Linked DNA regions of Mus musculus: region 1 is linked to region 2. The links are chromatin contacts, called in public HiChIP or PLAC-seq maps. All regions are on one chromosome and are shown on one strand. Each heading gives the region's core, a stretch centred on a gene start, on an enhancer-like site or on the middle of the called end of the contact. The rest is flanking DNA. Distances are from core to core; before and after follow the strand shown.

Region 1 (7,400 bases), core at 2,391-4,890, 580 kb after region 2:
GGCTAGTTATTGCTTTCATCCTTTCAGGTGGCTGCCATGAGATGGCAGCTTTGACATGACTGGGCAGGATATCCACAATCTTCTCTCACAAGACCGGTGATTGATGTGGGTTTGTGGTGACAAGAATCCCACCCTGACCTACCTTTAGTGGGACTCTTCTGAGCCTTTTAATCATCTCTTCTTGGACTGCTGGTTTTAGCCTATGCAGCCTAGTTGTAGCAAGAATTCTGCCAAGATGGTTTAGCAAGAATTCTCCTTCTTTGATACCCATCATGTTCCTTTCCATCCATGCATTCTCTTCTATTGCACATTGGTAGCTTCTGCAGCAGCTGTGGTCCTCCACTGATGTCCTCTACTGAGGTGGTGTTAAATAAAGGTCTTGCCTTTGAATCACTGGTATATTGTTCATTTGGCTACTGGCTAGGAACACATCTGGTGCTGTCAGCTAGAGACCTGTGCACTTTCTGTCCATTTTGCCTGGGTTCCCTGTAGCATGCGACTCTCAGGGTAGCCGAGCTTTTTACAGTACAGCTCCTGTCAGCCATACAGTTTCTGTCCTACATACTGCTCCTCTCTGTGCCTTCCAAGAGGGAAGCTATAAGTCGTCTTATGATCGGATACCACAGGCTTCCCCTTGTGCTCTACAGACCAAGAAAGGAGAGGAACTAGACTCCACAGGCAAATGAGAGAAAATTAGAGGTTTGGGATACCTCTAATCTATCAAAGGCTGAAAGTAATGGGAAAAGCACATCAACATGTGGCTTACTGTCAAAGAGCATTTCCTGTACTGCAGACCTAAACGTTTGAAGGCAGAACAAGTCCCAAGTTAATGGAGACCCTTCAATTATTCATCCTGCCGCCTTCTTTTGCTGACTCCTGTGATAGTGTCATAGTCCCCTGCAATCTTATGAAAAGAAGACCACCTAGAGTTAGGAAGGGGTAATGGTCTATCTCTATTTTCTTTTTTCATTTTTAACAGTATAATTTAAAAAGGATAAAAGAAAAACTATGGCATAAATTTGGTCAAGACAAGCCAATAGGAGGAAAGAGCCCAAAAGAAGGTAAAAGAATCAGAGACCCACTTATTAGAATATGTAAAGATCCCATAAAATACTAAACTGGAAACCATAATATATACTCAGCAACCCTGGTGCAGCCTCGCGCAGGCTCTGTGCTTGCTGCTTCAGTCTCTGTGAGTTTGCACAAGCTTTGATCACATTGATTTAGACAATTTTGTTTTCTTGGTGTCCTCCATCTCCTCTGGATCTTACTCTTTCTGCTTCCTCTTCTGCAGGGTTTCCTGAGCTCTGAGGAGAGAGGTTTGATGGGCACATCCCATGTAGTTCCAAGGTCTCTTGTGCATTGCATCGTGGCTGGCTGTGGGTCTCTGTATTTGCTTTCATCTGCTGTAGGAGGAAGCTTCTCTGATGATGACTAAGCAAGCTATATTTTATTTTGTTATATTTTTTTAAATGAAAGAATAAATGACAGACTGACTGGGTGCATGGGTGAGTGGATGAATGGATAAAGCCACTAGGATAAAGGTTAACAAAGGAACTGCCACTTATACCTACAGGGAGATGAAAAATCAATTTTCTCCAGTAGAGTTCCACTGGATATATCAACCACTCCAGGGAAACCCTCGTGTTCAGGAATAGTAGATTAACATATGATTAGATTGTGTGTGTGTGTGTGTGTGTGTGTGTGTGTGTGTGTGCGTGCGTGCGTGCGTGCATGTGAGCATGTGCGAGAGCACCCTTTTATTTGATTACAGTTTAGTATTTTGCTTTGCTTTGTTTGGTTTGGATGTGGTTTTAGAGTGTTTTGAGTTTGTGGGTGTTTGGTTTTGTGAGCTTTTTGCTTGTTTTTGGAAAAGAACTTAAAATTGGGTGGGTAGGAAGGGGGGAAAGATCTGGAAAGACTTGAGGAGGAGGAAATATGATCAAAATATATTTAAATCTAAAATTTTTAAATAATAAAAGTGTAATAAAAAGAAAAATAATGACCTGCTATTAACTAAATCTTATCACCAATAGCAGGGGCTGTGTTGCTGCCCCTACAACAAGGAGGCACACCATCCCATTCCAAATGGAGAAAGATACCCATGCTGGGATTGCTCCTACAGATGCTTCACCATCAAGTAGATCAGCCTCAGTTGCATGTCTGACCTGTTGTGAAAGCATGTATTTGCTCTTGTCTAACGCATCCTTATTTCTGCCAGTTCTCTAGTCACACTTCCCCAAAGAAGATATACAACATTTCAATTTTTAATAAGAAGATTCTCATTAGAAGTAATCATCAGAGAACTATAAATCAAATTTCAATGAGATATTACATCATACCTACTAGAATGGCTTTGATCAAAAGTCAAAGATAAAGAGTATTGACAGATCTATGGAGAGAATAAAGGGAACTTTTTATTCTAATGGAAGGGAGATAAACAGTTATGGCAAGTACAAAAGTTATTATACGGCTTCTTAAAAATTAAAAATAGAACTACTATATGGTTAAGCAACCCACTCCTGATTATAAGTCTAAGAAAATAAAATCACTACCTTGAACAGACACCTACATTCCAATATTCACTGAAGCATAATTTGTAACGCCAAGATAAATGGCCTAAGTGTTATTAATAGAGAAATGGATAAGAAAATGTTGGGGTTGGGAGAAGGCTCACTCTGTAAAGTTCTTTCATGTAAACATGAAGACCTGAGTTTAGACTCTTAGTACCCACATAGAATGTTGGGCATGACATCACACGTCTGTTAATGTAGGGTAGTAGAGGCAGGTAGATTTCTGGAGTTATCGGCCAGTCAGCCTACCTAGATTGATGAGCTCTGAGTTCAGTTCACTCTCCCAAAACTAACATGAGTAGCAGTTGATGAAGATGCCTAACTTTGACATCTGGTCTCCATATGCCCATTTGGAAGTCTGTATATAATCATACATATGTATACAACTACATGAATGGTTAGCAGTATAGACTGTAGAACAGGACAGTATATGGTACAGTAGGGAGCATCCAGGAGGATGTAGGAGGAAGATGATTTATGGAGAAATCAATCTTTATGAAGCTGATTTGAAGGAGAAATAACACTCAAGTCTTCTCAGACAGCCCTGGCTAATGCTGGTCTGTTTAGAACATGAGGAGCAAACCATGGCTCTGTAAGTGTTCATCATACTACTAAGTTGCCACATTTCTGTTCAAAATAATGACAACATAGTCACAGGCTGGAAAGAAACAAATGCTTTATTTTTGACTCAATAGGATCAGGCCTCTAAATGATAAAATGTCACCACACTTCCTGTGGGGTTAGATAGTACTGGTTCCATGGAAGGTAAAATAAATCATAAAATGTCAAACAATCTTTGGAAATCCCATAAGAATGTGTAATAGCAGAGATTAACTTAGGTCTTATTAAGCACAACAAACTATTAGAGTAGGTGTCTTTTTCTGCATTTGAGAATAAAGTATAGCATATTTGTACTGCCTACTGAAAGTCGCTCTCGTGTTTGAAGAGCACCAATCAGCAAAATGATCAGGAGTTGCTTGTGGGTCTCCTGTGAGTGATGACTATGCCTCCACACAGAGAAGCTGAAGCAACACGACTGTTGAGCATTTTCTTTCTTTTTCACTTCCTCTGTTCCCTCCCTCTAGTCTGTGACTTCCACCCCCACTCTGTCTTATTCCCAGCTGTGAAGCAGGAGTGAGTGACTGTGGGAGCCGAGAGGGCTTGGCATACAATCCTACTGTCCATCAAGGCTGCAGGACCTGCCAGCACCCTTCCTCCTCCATCTCCAGACAGTCAAGGCTGAACACGCTCAGGAGGAAACAACAGAGGCTCCCTCTCTCAGCCTCTTGAGTAGAATTAGTGGCTTACTTTCCTTCTTCTCTGCTGTTCCAGGCCCTCTTAGCTCTCCAGACTGAAAATGATGTGTTTGTTACTGTTGTCTGTCTGCTGAACTGGCCACCAGTGGCCCAAAGGTCATTTTCTCAGGCTCTAGTTCAGCTTTCCCAGCCAACTTTTGTTTCTTGGTCCCTTCCGGGTGCCTGGCTCCACTTTTACACTTATCTTCTTTCTCCTACTCACCTCTTTCAATCAGAACTGCTTAAAAAGTTCTCCCATGTAATTCAAGATAAAGGCCACTTACCAGCTCCTCTGGGATAGAGTCCACTGCTCTTACTGTTTGGTGGACTGGCAGAGTACCTTCCCTCTGGTCCCTTGGCAACTGGAAAAGTGTTCTCTTGTGATACAGGACACTATAATTACAGGTTTGTTTGGAAGAGGCTTAATTGGTTATAAATTTGGGGTTTAAACCTGGTTTCCAGCACTTAAGTGATGATTGTGTAATATTTTGGGTGTGGCAAAATATAATCATATTACTAATATATTAATGAATGAATAATTATCAATAACAATTAACCAAAATGATGTATTACTGTTACTATATTATTCATATATAATAGTATGATGATGCTTGTTGCATAGTGCGTTTCCTAGTGTCATCGTGTATAACAGTGTGGTGAATAACTACAGCTGGATGGAGGGGCATGGCACACAGTGGGCATTCAACTAAGGAGCCACAGTGTTGCCTCCTCTGTGTCTCAGTGCATCTTGGGTAAAGATTCTTGTCTTGGTGTCTTGCAGTCTCTGTCTTCCTTTCTCCCCCTCCCTTCTACCCTTCACCCCACCTAGTGCCTTCTCTCCCACACACTGTTAACCTATGGGCTCCACCTCACATATCAGTTATAGATGATGGTGTGACAGACATGTTTTCCTACAAGACATCACTAAGTCTGATCAATTGTTTTGTAATTAATCACATTCCAACCTAATCTTTCTCTCAGCAAACTTCAATAATATTGTCAAAAGAAATTCTTTTTTTTTTTTTCAGTTTGGTTTTTGAGATCTGATTTTTCTGTATAGCCCTGGCTGTCCTGGAAATCACTCTGTAAACCAGGCTGTTCTCAACCCTAAAGATCTCCCTGCCTCTGCCTCCTAAGTTCTGGAATTAAAGGTGTGCGCCACCATCACCTCAATCAAATTTTTTTTTTTTTAAGAGAGGTGAAGAACATGCTATAAAATCCCAAGGTCCTTTTCGGAAGGAGTAGGCCATACATCTGTTCTGTCCTCACATGTGGTAAATACTTGGAGACCAAACTTTAATCTTAGTTTATCTTAGTTGGAGAACTCACTTGTGAGTGAGACAGACTGGAATAGTAAGTACAATACATAGTTCACATAATATTTTAGGGGTATGAGAATACTAGGAGTGGTGAAATAATGTCACGGAAGCCACACAACTGTAGCAGTGTTGGAAATGGAGAGTGCAGACCAAGCAGAACCAGGAAGGAGAAAACCACAGCTCTTGGCCACACCCTTGGGTTTTTTTTCTTCCTTGCTTGTTAGCAAGATTTTGAGGAAGAGTGAGAATGAGAAGAACCAGATGGAAGGATGCCAGCAGAAAAGGTATTTCAGAGTCATGTTCCTAAATTCAAGAAGGATTGAATACATAAGGTGAAATAAAGCCACTCGGTGAACCGAAGCATGGCTCTCTGCCATCTCAAGTCCCACAGTAAAATTTCTCAGACAAAGGCAGGAAGCTTGCTTGTACATGATCCCATCTCTGTCTTAAGTAACAAAAATATTTTGGTGTTTATTGTTCCCGCTTGGTTTATTGCTGGGATGAAAAGTTCTCAGTGTTTTATGTAGACAGTGGTAGTAGGTAGAAAGGCAATGCGATTGTGCCGACTCAGGACATTTAGCAGTGGTATAAATGACGGAACTTGGCAGAGGTAATATGACTCTAGCTGTTATTCAGGCAGCTGCAGAGGGAACACAAGGTTGGTGATATGTGCAAAGAACAAAACTGGTCATCAGGGAAGTGGATAGAATATGAGATGAAATGATACAAGACAGGGCTGGAGAGATACAGATAACAGAAGCCAAGCTGAAGACTCCAAGCCTTGTTCTCAGGACCACTCAGTGTGCACTGTGCAAAAAGGGCTGGATGGTGCAGACTTTAAATAGGAAAGGCAGCTATGAGGCCATTGCAACAACTGGCCATACATAATGTCTGATGCAAGAAAGAGATACTCAGGACTAGCAGATTTCCTTTAGGCAGTGAGGCAAATGAGGTCCTCATGGAAAGACATCTGGAAAATGAACTGTCTCAGTGTCTGGGTTAGACAAAGCTATGGAAGCAATTACATGAATATGTGTGTGCTAGTTACTCTCTGCATCAATTGCTGGAACAGACAACTCTTCAGTAGTTTTATCAAGGGAAATTTATTTCTCAATCACTTTCCTGTCCTTTGTGGGTAGGAATGGTATGGATGGACTCTTCTCTATGTGCTAATTCTTCATCCATCTATTAGAATATTCTTCTAGGCATTTGGTAATCTTTAATTTATTTGGCAGAATGAATATTACTTGGGGCTTAAGGCCTTGTGCTTACAAATGATAAACATATTGCTTCCTCTCTTCCAGAAGATACCACATAACTACAGTCAAGTGCAAACTTGTCTGAAAGATTTGTAAAAATGTATGTACAAAGGAAGAGAATATGTAAAGGGAACTGGACAAGAGAGCCAGAGACACCAGGAAGGAGATTCAGGAATCTGAGAAAGAAAGGAAGAAAAATGTTACCAACATCAAAACCTTCTGTGGAGGGTAAGGGAAGGCCAAGGAGGAACGTCCCTTTGGCAACTGCTCTGGTAATTGGGATCCACACTGCAGACCATGGAGGACTATGGGAGACTACACAGCAGAAGCAGGAAGCTTAGTAGATGTTCTTGGATATGCAAGCCATCAATAAACAGAGAATGAATTGCTCAAGAAACAGACCTCCCAATATCATATTAATTCAAGAGTTTATGTTTTATAATGGAAATTTTTACCATGGAGCCAATATTTATCCACAATATCCAATTTCTAATTATTAGAAAATATACAGAGTGTACATAATTATAAATATATGACTATAGATAGCATCATAAATGATACTATAAAAATCACATTATTTATTGTGAGGGAACCCATTTCTCCTGACTACATTACTGTCAACATCTGTTGCAAACACCACTGTGGTAGTTTAAGCACCACTAATAAAGAATGTTGATTTTGTTCAAATACCCATCTCAACAACGTAACCAAGGAATTTGACAAGCCATTTACCCTGGGAATCACGACAGATCCTCTCTTTCTCCTGTGACTGGTTTGGGAATAAGTTTGTGATTCCAGGGAGACCAGAAGGACACTTATTGGAAAGCACAGGCATGGTTTGCTATAGTTTTTAAGGGGCATATGGAAACCTAGAATACCCAAGATATAACTTCCAAAACACAAGAAAATCAAGAAGGAAGACCAACGCATGGATACTTCATTCCTCCCTAGAAT
Region 2 (7,577 bases), core at 2,560-5,059:
TATGGAGAGTGGTAATGAGAATGGAGAGGAGAGAAGAAATGGGGGAATTTAAATTCTTTGTATTCTGGTTGGATCAGGTGTGTGCATGCATGTGTGTGTGCATGCGTGTGTGCACGAGTGTATGTGTTCATGTGTGTACATCATGTGGAGGGCAGAGGTTGACACTGGTCATTGCCCACGATCACTTTGTACCTTATTTTTTGAGACAGGCAGGCTTCAGGCAGTCTGGCACTCAGACTGGTGAGGCTGGATAGCACTCTCCAGACATCTGCCTGCCTGTCTCCCTGGAGCAGGGGTCACTCGACACACCTGAGTTTTATAAGACTCCTCCGGTCCTTATGCTTGGACAACAAGCATTTGCTGACTGAGCACTCCCCTGCATCCGACTGGATATTTGGTGAGAGGGTGGAAAGAGGGTAGTAACGAGAGCATGTACCCATAACAGAGGGGCTGCTCTGAACCACTGAGCAGTGAATGAAAACTACATTTCATTTGGCTACAGTAGTTGCTGTGGTGCTTTGAATATGCTCTGCCCAGGGAGTGGCACTATTTGAAGGTGTGGCCCTGTTGGAATAGGTATGTCACTGTGGGTGTGGGCTTTAAGACCCTCATCCTAGCTGCCTGGAAGTCAGTCTTCTACTGTCTGCCTTTGGATGAAGATGTAGAACTCTCAGTTCCTTCTGCCCCATGTCTGCCTGGATGCTGCCATGTTTCTGCCTTGATGATAATGGACTGAACTTCTGAACCTGTAAGCCAGCCCCAATTAAATGTTGTCCTTTGTAAGACTTGCCTTGGTCATGGTGTCTGTTCACAGCAGTAAAACCCTGACTAAGACACATACACTACCACCGAAAGTTAGTACAACAGAATTTGCGATGCAATGATTGGGGAAGGGAGAAAGGTAGAACTGAGTGAGAAACAACTTGTTCAAGACAAACTGTAACACAACACAGGGACTTGGAAGGCTCTCCCTTCTTAAACTTTATTCTGTGTTCCATGGCTACTGTTTGGGAAAAAACAAACAAAAACAAAACTGAGGAATACACACAGCTGTCACCAGGCCATTTTGTTTCCGCCAAGGTTTCTCACTGTGTGGTGGTCTGGCAGCTAGGAGCAGCCACCATTCAGTTCTCTTCCCAGCAATTCCAGGAAGGGTTGGCCAGTGCCGAGCAGAAGGCTGGCATGTGTTAGCCCACCCAGACGCACTATCATAGACTCTGGAGTGGCAGGCAGGTGGCTGTCAAAGAATGGAGGAAAGAGGCAGGCTAACTACGCCTGGAAGAGGGGGCGGGGTTGGGCTGGTACACAGAGTCCTGGCTTCTGAAGCAAACGCAAAGGCAAGACCAAAACAAATGGTTAAACAAAAACCCCAAACAAGAACATGTGGGAGAACTAGGAAGAGATGGGCCCCGGAGACCAGGCGCCTGTACCAAATAGGAAGCAGATGCTACCTAAAGACATGCGCCTGCCTTAGTGTGCGCATGTGCACATCAAACCCATGCCTGTGCTTTACGGTGAAATTACCCTTTCGCAGCAACATCTAGAGTGGAAGGTGGAAATTATGCTCCTTTCATGGAGAAAAAGGTTTCTGATAAAACCAAAATGACTGTTGAGTAAAAGCTGTGTATCTTCTTGATTCAAAGGTAATCACATATATAGAAATTTGTTGGAGGTGCTAATGTTTTGAAATGGCATGAATCAGAAAAATGTTAGCTTCTTGAAGCTCTATAGCCCTAAGGTGAGCTGTGCCTCAGGATCCTAAGGTGCACAAGACAATGGTTCTAGCCTACAGCTTCCGGGATACACAAGAAAGGCATGCTTTCCCACCCTGTGCGTTTCTGCCCTATCCAGTCTGTATTGGTAAGGACGAGAACCACACTGTAGAAGCTCCCTGTCTCAAAGAATTTTCCCGAATGACTTTTTAAAAAGGCATATAAAAATTCATGACTTTTTGGCTACTTTTCCATCAGCATTAACTCAATCCACTTTAAATTCACACAACAAAGAAGAACATTGAGAATATTAACTTTTCTTCTTTTGGCAGCCTTGTCCTTACTTGGATTCTTTGATCAAAAAAAGTGGGGAATATGTTCGAAGCACAGGTACAGATCTTCTGTGTCTCTGAATTTTACTTGCTGGCCAGCTCAGTTTTTAACAAAGAAAAATGGGCTGCTCTTGCTTCGTGCACAAAGATGCACTGTTTTCAGGGGGAAGGCGGCAGTGGTGGTAGGGAGTAAAAGCATCTAGTTGGATGCGCAGTACAGTTTTCAATTAACTAATGGGCTGTAGAATCAAAGAATTAAAATAGGAACTTAATACTAGTATTTGGAAAATTCAGCAAGCAAATTTCTCTAAATTTAATTTCTTTGTTTTTTTAGCACATCATAATTACAGACGCAGTTCGCTTTAAACCCTGCTATGTCCTGTGTCTCAGGGACTCTGAAGCAGTATTCAGGGTTTCCAGAGAGGAGGGAGGCAAAGACTTGGGTCAAGAGGAGGCACCTCAGCCCCTTCCCTCCCTTCCCTTGCTGGAGCTGCCATCTGGGCTTGTTTGTTTGTGTTTTCAACTTTTTGGAACAGAGTTTCTCTGTTAGGGACGGAGCACCCAGCCGAGGGAGTGCCTTCTGTAGGCTACTTTCCCCCATTAAAACAAAACCAAAAACAACTAATTTCTTTCAACCTTTAGTTTGGTCAAACCTATCACATGAGCAACACACAATTCAGCACACTGGCCACCTCAGAATTGCCTTGGCGGAGTTTTCCACAACTGCATACAAGTAGCACTGCCCATAGCCCACAGTCCCTGCCTTTCAAATCTTTTCAAAACACAAGCTGTCATTAAGGCTCCAGCAATTTGGCCTAGAAATCAAACATTTGTCCCATTTGCTTTAAAAATAAAAGGAACATTTCCAAGTAGTTTTCTTAATTTTGTATAGTATATATAAGCCATGTTAAAAAAAAAAAAAAGCACACAAAACAAAATACAACCCAAAATCTCCCCAAATATAATTAAGAAACAAAGCGTCATTGTTAGATGGACCAATTTCATTATGGAAAAGAGCTTAAGACTCCACAGGTCCACACTTCAGAAACGTAGTCTTCTCTTATTTTGGAGACAGACACTAGCTACAATAGAAATAAGGAGTACCTTGTAAAGTAAAGTCCAGCAGGGCGTATTCATAAGCAAATTCTGTCTTTGTTTCCACTTGCGGTCTCTTCAGGGTAGAAAATATTTTTCCAGGGCTGCTTTCATCAGGGTCTTCCAGCTTCCTAAGTCCGCACCCCATGGCAAAGTCTGCAAGGAGTTAAGATTGCAGGGGAGAGCCGGAGGAGCAAGCGCGGTCAATTTTGTTGTTTAAGCTGCGAAAACAAAGTTACAGACTAACTGCTTTGATTTGGTTTTCAGCGAAATGACAGATAGCCAGAAAGAAAGCGGCGGGTCCAAGGCGAGGAGCTGGGGACTTTTATCCATTCTTCTTTAACGTTACTGTTACTGAGCCTTAGCTCCAGCTCCCGGAGGCTGGGCTCGATCTTTGAGGAGCTCGTGAGCTGCTGCAACTTAGTGGAGAATTTCCATGCCACGTCAATTTACAGCCAGCCAGCCCCCGACCAGAGTTCTGCGGCTCAGGGCACCGACGGGCTTTGTCTCACCCAGTTGGCTGAATGGAAAAGAGGTGTCCAGAAACGGAATTAAAGACAAAAGTGCAACTCTGGTGTGATTATCTACGGATAGAAGATAAAGTCAGTCAAAGTGATGCGGTTCTTTCTGTTTCTTCTGGTCAGTCCTGTGCTTCCCGGCTTCTACCGAGGAAGCAGAAGGGAGGGGGAGAGGGAAGGGAGGGAGGAAAGGAAGGAGAGAGGAAAGGACAGAGGGAGGGGGAAGAGAGAAGGAGAGAGAGAGAGACAGAGAGAGACAGAGAGAGAGAGACAGAGAGAGAGACAGAGACAGAGAGACAGAGAGAGAGAGAGATAGATAGAGAGAGAGAGAGAGAGACAGAGATTGTTTCTTAACGTGTTGGAAACAATATTAATTCCAGAAAGGAAGTGAGCTTTCTGAGGAAACAACAGAGGGGAGAGGAAGAGGAAGAGGAAGAGGGAGAGGGAGGGAGGGAGGGAGGGAGAGAGAGAGAGAGAGAGAGAGAGAGAGAGAGAGAGAGAGAGACCTAGAAAGTTCTCAGTCCTAGGTGGAAAACTTCTTTCCACACAGCGGGTTTTTTTTTTTTTTTTTTTTTTTTCTGGAAAGATGTGCTGATTAAAACCACCAAGTATAAAAAAAGCACAAAAACGTAAGCTATTTCATAAATACTTGGGGAAGAAAGAGTGAATGTGGTCAAAGTACATTGAATAGATATATAGAAATGTCACTATGATTTTAATTTTTCTTTTGTTCAATTATCATGCACTAATGAAAAAAGAAAAAAACAGTTAAAAGGAAAAACATCCTATGTAATTGCAAAGATGAGACAGTTACAGAGGAATTAGTTCCCTCCAGCATTCTTGGTTTGTTATTTTATTTATGTATGTGCTTGTGTGTGGTGCAGGGACCCTCCCCCAGAGGAGGGGCGTCAGACCCTTTGGACCTGGGGCAACAAGTGGCTATAAACTCCCTTGTGAGTGCTGGAACCACACCTCAAAAGCAGCCAGTGCCCTTGGGTTAGGCAGCTCACAAGCCCAATGCTTTTGACTTAAAACACCCCTATTAGAGGACTTAGTACTGCCTGACCACAGTGCTATGGGTCTCAAAATGGCCTTAGTTAAAAAAAAAAAAATCAAATGTAGATAAGTTGACTCCTTTAATCTTATTTGTAATGTAAATGGTAATTTGCTGCATGCCGAGGTAAAGGGTGGTTTACATGGAGCCACTGCAATGCACATTTATTGTTGTGCTGTGCACAATAGGATGTGTGCTCCAGCCACTCAGAGGGAGGCCTGGAAGCAGGCTGCTTGTGAGTGCAGTCTCCTCATGCTTACCACAGAGATGCTCTTGGGCAGGTTACTTGACTTCTTTGAGTACCAACTTCTTTTCCTCTTAAACTGTCCCTAGTGGGACATCTGCCACAGGATGGCTTTCAAGACTGGGAGAGAACTGGTGTTCTGCCCTAGCACCCGGCCTGCAGAGAGCAATGCTCCTATGAGACAGAGCTGGCGTCAGGATTGGAAGGAAGTGATTTCGGCACCACTTCAACTATTTACAAAATCAACCCTGATCTCCTTTGAGAACCTGGAGAGTGCCAGTGGTGAGGAAAAATTCAGCCCATTAAATTGTGCACATGAAAACCCTGGAAGGAGCGTGTGGGTTATTTAGTCTGTGGATCACTGTCATCTTTTGCTCCGTACTTCTTTAAGTATTTTACTTCTCAAAAGCATTTTGTATAGGAGAGCATTCCATGGTCTCCATGTTAAAGGATGGGCATAGTCAGCGGAAGGGAATTCTGGGTAAATTAGATGAATCAGTAGACAGAAAGAGTGACTCATATCATTACAAAGATTAGTGATTGCCATATTTCATGTTCTTTTTTGTAGAATGGACTGTTGTGCTGTTATACAGTAGCAATGGAATCTTTGCTGGTCACTGGCACCAATTACGGTATTGGAGAGTTGTTTATTAAGTATCCACTACCTTTATCAAGTGCCTGCCACTTCCAGGTACTTAAAAAGCACTGGATACAAAAGATGACTCAACAGGAACATATGGGACGATATCCTGGATGGTTTCGAGGGTAAGTGAGACTGACACAGAGAGGTGGGAGCATGTGACTGGAGAAGAGGGGCACAGACTAAAGCCAGACTTGTGAGACACGATGGCACAAATGAGCAACACTAAGCAACTGACTGCGAGGACATAAAATGCAAAAGCAAAGCAAAGCAAAGCAAAAAAAAAAAAAAAAAAAAAAAAGCAAAAAAAAAAAAAAAAAGAAAAAAGAAAAAAAAGAAAAAAGAAAAAAGAAAAAAAAAAGAAGCTAGCCTGGGAATGAGGAAAGAGCTATGCTAAGGGCTTTGGATGCTTAGGTTTTATTTTGTAGAGGGTAAAAGGAAATCAAATAGCCAAATGAAGTCAAAGGACATCCATTTCATATTTGATATATCACTAGTACAGCCTGAGCAAGATGCTTTAAGTACATCGAAGGGAGCTAGAAAGAAGGCTACTGATTTCGACTGAGGCTGACTGGATGCAGCTCTTTCTTATTATTATGCATGTAGCTATATATTATGTATTATTAGGCTATAATTATTATTATTGTGTGTGCACATACTCTAATTACTTGTGTGTGTGTGTGTGTGTGTGTGTGTGTGTGTGTGTGTGTGTGTGCATGGAGGCTAGAGGGTAATTCTGGGTGTTATATCTTAGGAGTTCTCTCTTTTTCTTTCTTTCTTTTTTTTTGGAGACAGGGTTTCTCTATGTAGCCCTGGTTGTCACTGTAAACTAGGCTGGCCTTGACTCACCAAGATCCTTCCACCTTTGTCTCCCAAGTGCTGGCATCAAAGGTGTGTGCCACCACCACACAGCATCTCCCTATGTTTTAAGACTGTGTCTCTCTTTGGTTGGAGCTCTCCAAGTAGCCTAGGCTAGCAGGCAAACAAGCCAGAGGCAGTCACATGTCTCCATCCCCCTCCCTCCCTCTCACTGGGCTTGTACCATGCTCAGCTTGCTTTATTTATTTATTTAAAATGTTGCTTGTGAAGATTGAACACAGATCATCATGCTTAACAAGAGAAGCACATTACTGCCTTGGCTGGCCTGGAACTCACTATCTATACTAGGTTTTATACATTGTCTTTGAACTCAGAGATCCAGAGTTCTGGAATTAAAGGCATCACTACTCACAAGCACTTCTCTTATAGCAAGAGTTTATAGTTTATAGTTTATAGTTTCTTAAGGTCATAACTGAATAACACTTAGGCCATTTCTCTCTACAACTGCAAAAGAGCAGAATTTTGTTAGACTTTTAACAATATTTTAAAATCATTTTCATTATTAATGTGGCATATGTTCCTGTCTTCACAATCATTGCTACCGATATGTAGGTTTCGCATCTGGATAGTCAAACCAATGCATCTTTTTTTTTTTTTTTTTAATTAGGTATTTAGCTCATTTACATTTCCAATGCTATACCAAAAGTCCCCCATACCCACCCACCCCCACTCCCCTACCCACCCACTCCCCCTTTTTGGCCCTGGCGTTCCCCTGTACTGGGGCATATAAATTTTGCGTGTCCAATGGGCCTCTCTTTCCAGTGATGGCCGACTAGGCCATCTTTTGATACATATGCAGCTAGAGTCAAGAGCTCCAGGGTACTGGTTAGTTCATAATGTTGTTCCACCTATAGGGTTGCAGATCCCTTTAGCTCCTTGGGTACTTTCTCTAGCTCCTCCATTGGGAGCCCTGTGATCCATCCATTAGGTGACTGAGCATCCACTTCTGTGTTTGCTAGGCCCCGGCATAGTCTCACAAGAGACAGCTACATCTGGGTCCTTTCGATAAAATCTTGCTAGTGTATGCAATGGTGTCAGCGTTTGGATGCTGATTATGGGGTGGATCCCTGGATATGGCAGTCTCTACATGGTCCATCCTTTCA

The links. HiChIP or PLAC-seq counts read pairs in DNA pulled down with a chosen protein or histone mark.
Region 1: a contact with region 2 is called in an H3K4me3 HiChIP or PLAC-seq map of bone marrow-derived macrophages, with 5 times the contacts expected there. The contact joins the enhancer-like site here to the promoter of Rftn2 in region 2. A contact is called at or near these places in 2 of 39 promoter capture datasets (cranial neural crest and liver) and 6 of 115 datasets of contacts at active chromatin or transcription factors (the SCID.adh cell line, bone marrow-derived macrophages, embryonic forebrain and 2 more).

What each region holds. Positions count from the first base shown.
Region 1 is chr1:55,803,526-55,810,925 of GRCm38.p6, forward strand. No RefSeq gene overlaps it. Among named protein-coding and RNA genes, the nearest start is that of Gm32949, 81 kb to the right of the region's middle. Within about 2 kb of position 3,641, at least 64 of the 459 cell types and tissues checked have an H3K27ac peak or open chromatin away from gene starts, as enhancers often do. A contact at or near this core is called in the SCID.adh cell line, bone marrow-derived macrophages and liver, where this site is marked.
Region 2 is chr1:55,222,973-55,230,549 of GRCm38.p6, forward strand. Rftn2 (raftlin family member 2) reads right to left here and starts at 3,810. Exons shown (of 9, transcript NM_028713.1): 1 at 3,149-3,810. The coding sequence starts at 3,287. It overlaps Gm10561 (predicted gene 10561), which reads left to right and starts at 3,645. Exons shown (of 4, transcript NR_166489.1): 1 at 3,645-3,778; 2 at 5,524-5,720.